Regions from separate parts of the Mus musculus genome. Here region 1 is linked to region 2. The links are chromatin contacts, called in public promoter capture Hi-C maps. All regions are on one chromosome and are shown on one strand. The core of a region is the stretch at or near the end of the contact, and the rest is flanking DNA. Distances in the headings are between cores, read along the strand shown. Region 1 holds the start of Gclm (glutamate-cysteine ligase, modifier subunit). Region 2 holds the start of Abca4 (ATP-binding cassette, sub-family A (ABC1), member 4).

Region 1 (2,907 bases), core at 5-2,504, 200 kb before region 2:
ATACATGTTCCATATTATCAATACGCCTCTGCAATGAGTTGCACGGTCCATGGAGAACCACTGGCTCAGGAATGGGCCATTAACACAAATATAACACATTTTAATTCTAGATTAATCTGTCACTTCCAACTACACATTAGGTTTTTTGGGGGCGTGGGGGTTGGGGCTGACACTGGGTAGCCCTAGCTGTCCTGGAGTTCAATATACAAACCAGGCTGACCTCGAACTCAGAGATCCTACTGCTATTGCCTCCCTAGGGGCCGGGATTAAAGGCGTGTACCACCTGCCCCTCTTTAATGGTTTTGAAGCAAATACAATGTTAACATCCAGTAAGTTATTTGTCCCAAATCCAAATTCAGTACAATAGAGAAAGCAATGTCAACAATATCAAAGTTAAACCTATTGTTAGTCCATCTACCAAACACTAAACCTTTATCTTTCCTTTACCTTGGCTAAGGGAGAGGGACGGAAGATGAAGACGCGGGGCTGCAGTGGCTCTGTCCAGCCAGACAGGGGACCCGGTGGCCCTCAAGAGTTGTGCGATCAACTCCGACCGGCGGAGGCGCCCCTCGCCCCGCAGTGGCACCTGCCAAGCCGGGATAGTACCCAGCTCACTTCGGTACCTCCGAAGCGGGTCGAGCTCCGGAGAGCCCTGCTTGTCCCCACTTCGAGGAGACCCTCGGCCCCCACCGTGCTCACCTCCTCGCTGTGCGTGGACGGGCACTTTTTTCGCAGGCGGCCCCAGTTGAGCAGGTTCCCGGTCTGCAGGTGCAGGGTGCTGGCCCGCGCCAGGAGCGCCCCGGCCGCGCGGCTGTCGGTGCCCATGGCAGCTGCCGCCGGAGGGGACCGGGTAGCGCCGGAGCCGCGGAGAGATGGCGAGCGGGCGGGCAGGCGGGCGGGCGAGTGGGCAGACGGCTGCCTCGCAGGGCGCGGCGGTGCCCCAGGCCCCAGAGGAGAGCGCGAGGCTGCCGACTCCGCGCGGCCACAGCCCGGTGTGCGCTCGGGCCCGAGGAGGCCGGGCGGCGACGGAGAGGCGGTCCCGGAGGGAGGGAAGGAAGGGAGGGAGGCGCCGGCGCGGACGGTCGCTGCGGCTTCTGCGGCCGCCACCGCCGCCGCCGCTGAAACGAGGGAGCTGTTTCCTGGAAGACAATGACTAAGCAGAAACCTCACCCGAGAAAGTGCTTCGTAACCGTTACTCGTCCCGCGGCGGGCCAGGGGCGGGGCGCAGGCCCGCGGGTGACTGGCCCTCGGCCTGCGGCGGGCGTGGCGCCGGGCGGCCGGGAGCGGGCGGCGCCGCGGGGGAGAACAGCGCGCGGACGTGCGCCCCCTGCCGGCCAGAGCGCGGCGCGCGGCCTACGCCGCCAGCGCCTCGTGAGAGTTGACGGTGCGCCCGGGAGCGCCGCTCAGCCAATGGCCGCCCGCGCTGCGGCCCTGGACACGCCCTCTTCGAGAGGACCGCCGGAGGTCCATCCTCCCAGGCCTTGAGAGCGTGCCTGCTTCTGTGTCTAAGGAGCTGATGCGATGGCGCGAGTGTCTCATTGCCCGCGCCCCGCTCTGTTTTTTAAATTTATTTTTATTTTTTCCTTTTGCTTTGCTTTGCCCAAGAGTCTTTCCCCCAAACTGATCATTCTTCTTCCAGCGTGTTGATTTACCTATTTGCTGGTGCTGTATGAAACCAGAGAGTACAACTTTAATTTTCCCCTTTCAGAAGCCTAATCCTTCGAGAGAAAGGCCTCAGCCCATGAAACATTAAACAATAAAAATACCACGGGGCAGTTAGTTTCCAGGTCAGTTAAGCATAAGGAACAGATGGTAACAGAGAACGTTTTATGATTCACACTTTTACAAGTTGTTCGTGATTCTTCCCCATTCCCACTGGAGATGGCTGGGTATAATAGCAAACTGACCGTTTATTAAAGTTTTACCCAGGAAACAAACTTTTTAACAAACCAGTCAGGTATGTTAGAGCCAGGTGAGATTTTCATTATAAGGCGGCAAAATCTTTTCAAAAGAAACATGAATCTGAGTTGGTAAACTACTAAGAAATAGGAAAGGCTGGAAGATCGTTCCAGAAAAAGTGAGGCTGGTGTTGGGTACATCTTTGTGCACATCCAATGAGCAAGAATCCATGGAGAAGAGGTTTCCCAGGAGCAGCCCCTCACATGGCCTTACTTAAATATAAACAATTGATTCTTCTGATGAATTTTTTATGGTCATTGTTAGACTTTTGATTATATTCTCTTAAAAGTCCATGTAAATATTTGGTTAAAACTTAGTGGTCGCCGGGTGGTGGTGGCACACGCCTTTAATCCCAGCACTTGGGAGGCAGAGGCAGGTGAATCTGTGAATTCATGGCCAGCCTGGTCTACATAGAGAGTCCCAGGACAGCCAGAGCTAGGTAGAGAGACTCTGTCTCAAAACAAACATACAAAAATATTGTTTATTTGTGTGTATGTGTGTTTTCTTCCATGAGTTTATGGGCACCGTTCAGGGCCCCTGGAGGCCACAGGACATCAGATCTGCCGTTGGGTAGGTAGTTGTGATGAGTTACTAAGAGAAGGTATGGTGAGTCCTTAGTTCAGTACTTGGCTTATAATAAATGTTCAGTAAGTGAGAACTACTATTTATGGTGCTGGGGTCGAAGGCTTACACATGCGTTCTGACAGTGGGCATCCCTAGCCCTCAAAATTGTTGTTGTATTCTACTCTCTCCTGTTATAACCTGACTATCACAGGCTGGCACACTCAGGAGTGCACGGAGGACTTCACGTTGTTTCTGAGATGTACATTTGTAGACCCTTTGAGACCACACGTGGTAGCACGCGCCTACAATTCCTCCACTCGGCAGGCTGAGGCAGGATCCTCGGAGGGAGGATCAGGAACCCAGTGTTAGCCTGGGCTGTGGAAT
Region 2 (2,876 bases), core at 192-2,691:
CAGCTTTCGTTTCTCTTGCTTATGTGTGTTGAATGCATATGTGTGTGCACATGTGTGTTAGGGTGTATTTGTGTGCGGAGGCTACAGTTCAACAAGGGATATCTTCCTCAATCCTGGGCCCCGTAATTTAATCTCAGCCCTCTCTGCTTCGCACAGCAACCCTCCCCCCTCCCATCATCTTCCTTAAGCTGTTTCATGTTTTTAGGACTCTGTAGGGCTCTGGGACAGCCATTCCTTCCTAACTTCCCTTCCTCCTCCTCCTCCTCCTCCTCCTCCTCCTCCTCCTCCTCCTCCTCCTCCTTCTCCTACTCCTCCTCCTCTTCCTCCTCCTCCTCCTTCCCCCCCCTCTCTCTCTTTCTCTCTCTCACTCAACAGGATCACATGAATCCCAGACTGGCTTTGAACTCACTCACTAGATAACCAAGGATGACCTTGAATTTCTGACCCTCTTGCTGGGTACTGTGCCCAGTTTGTGTGGTACCGGGGATGCAAGCACTCTCCCAGCCGAGGCACACTCTCAGCCCCATTTCGTTATGGATATGAATTTGCTCCTTATCCTTCCACAGAAAAAAAAAACAATGGAGGAACCATTTGTAGCAACTCTGGAGGGGCTCTGATCTCCCACAGCACACATCAGCATTTCTCCTGGGATATTTGGCCTACATTACTTTATATTAGTCTGGATTCTCAAAACATACTTCAGGATTTCCCAGCTGAAAAACCAGCTTGGGGGTGGGGGTGGGGGTGGGGTGGGGAGTGTGCACGTTACACATTTAAACCCTTAGTCCAGTCCAGCCATGACTGATCGCAGAAGAGGTTTGGGTAAATCTGTGGTTAATAACACAATTGGAAGATGCAAAGTTATTTTTCCACAGAACAGAATTGTGGGCAGCGCAACTGTGACTTCTCTGGGAATTTACATCCCAGTTCCAGGAACATGAACGTGTAAAAGCACCCCACGCTCTAGCGTCAAGGAAATTTGTGTTTGTTTGTTTGTTTGTTTGTTTGTTTTTCAGGGACCTTGAAGCTTCCAACCTGTGGTGGGAGCTGGGCCAGCAGGTGTCGAAGCTGGAGGGGTGGGGAGCGGTAGTGGATTCCTGTGCTGGGCAGGGGACAGAATAGTTTTCATGTAGCCAAGGACAAGAGAAGGGTGTCATCCTGTGGGAGGGCACCTGGTCACTGAGCAGCTAAAGGTGGCCTCCGAACTAAAGGACAAACTAGCTCTCTTCTTCGCCTCTCCTCCCCGCTCCCTCCTCCCAACCCTCCTCCACCCCGCTCCCTTTTTTACCTTCTGCCTTTTCCTCAGAGTCCAGTTCTTCCAAAGCAAAAGCTGTATCTGTCTGAGGAAGCCCATGCCGGACCACCCCAGCACCGGGAGAATCACCCCGAGCTGGGGCTCAGGCAAGCACCGGACACAAAGGCCGCTAGGACCACGTCCAGCTCAGCCCGCTGTGTCCTTCTGGTGATTAAAGGCCGCGTTTCCCCTTCAAGCATAATCCCCCTCTAATTACCTGTAAGCCCTTTTGTGAGGGAAAGGAGACAGGCTTCGGTTTCTTTATAGACGGAGAAAGGCCCTAAATACACAAGTGCGGGCACGGAGGGCCCTGAAATGAGTCTTTCAACGGGAAACGGAGCGGCTTCAGGTGCCCTCCTCCACCGGACATCAGAGGGGCTCCTGCGGCTTCTGAAGAAGATGCTCTGGATATCTCTGCATTTTAAGTTTGGGACAATTCCCTTTGCATACCTAGAGGCTGGATGTTTGCCTTCCAGTGCTCTGACACCGGGCAGGATCCTGATTTGATTGCTTCTCCTTAATGAGGGAGAGCTAAAGTAACCCGTTCTCTTTCAGCCCTTTGTTTTGCCCGATAATAACTTCAAGTCTAATCAACCGGTCCTGGCTGCTTGGTATAATCCAAACTCAGCAGGATAGTAGCAAAGTCTGCCACAGGCTTCAGCACGTTACTTGTGAGCGATCTAGCTCAGCAGGGATGGGAGTGGAGATGTTGCTAGACAGATCGACCACTGGGCAATGCAGCTGTGATTCTAAAGACCTCCAAACATGTCTCCCCGGTCCTTCCCCATGAAAGTTTTGCCCCAGCCTCCTCAAATCTCAGGAACGTTTTTCTCTTTGAAAAACCCTAGACATCAAGACCTCCATAGGGTGGAACGAGAGCCAGGAATGGATACTAACTGGGTCTGTTTGTAAACATGGGTCGGGATGTTGGCTAACCTAAGAATATACGGGGCAGTCATGAGGGCTGACAGGCGTGCTTGGTGAAGCGTCCAATTACAGAGCGAGTAAATTTCTGCTTTGAGTGTTTAAAATGTTCCTTGGAGGTAGTGGCATTTAATATAGGCTTTGGTCATTGTAAAATAGCATTTTACCCATAGTTCACTTAGGACGTGGTATAACTGTAAACTGCCTTTGAGTATCTTGTTTCTGTCATTCTGAGGTAACTGTCTGCTTAGTTTTACAGGGAAGCAATCTGAAACCTCGTGAGATTAAGGACTCCACTAGTTGTTACTCTCGATAGCCCTGAGTTACTGAACTAAGCAGCTCACTAAAATTCCCCGAGAGAGACAGAGAGGCAGAAATAGAAATAGCTTATCCTGCTCAGGAAAACCACAAGGAAGAAGGGCGGCTCCAATGGGCGGGAGACCCTGGAGGAAGAGGCTGTTAAAGGAGACAGAGACCAGGCTCAGAAACTCGTGATGATGATAGACTCAACATAGATGAAATGAGCAAATATGACGAGATCTCCAAGTGTCTCACAAGTGCAGGGCAGCCCCAAACAGAAGCAAGCTCTGGACAGAATCATGAAGCGCTTCTTCCATGTGAGAGAGTGTGTGTTTTATCATCCAGGAAGAGATATATA

Evidence for each region. Capture Hi-C pulls out chosen DNA fragments and counts their contacts.
Region 1: a promoter capture Hi-C map of liver shows a contact between it and region 2. The contact joins the promoter of Gclm here to the promoter of Abca4 in region 2. A contact is called at or near these places in 1 of 39 promoter capture datasets (liver) and 1 of 9 other capture datasets (liver).

What each region holds. Positions count from the first base shown.
Region 1 is chr3:122,243,904-122,246,810 of GRCm38.p6, reverse strand. It overlaps Gclm (glutamate-cysteine ligase, modifier subunit), which reads right to left and starts at 1,254. Exons shown (of 7, transcript NM_008129.4): 1 at 700-1,254. The coding sequence starts at 825. Gm46822 (a long non-coding RNA gene) reads left to right here and starts at 2,439. Exons shown (of 6, transcript XR_001783970.1): 1 at 2,439-2,907.
Region 2 is chr3:122,043,025-122,045,900 of GRCm38.p6, reverse strand. Abca4 (ATP-binding cassette, sub-family A (ABC1), member 4) reads right to left here and starts at 1,441. Exons shown (of 50, transcript NM_007378.1): 1 at 1,289-1,441. The coding sequence starts at 1,354.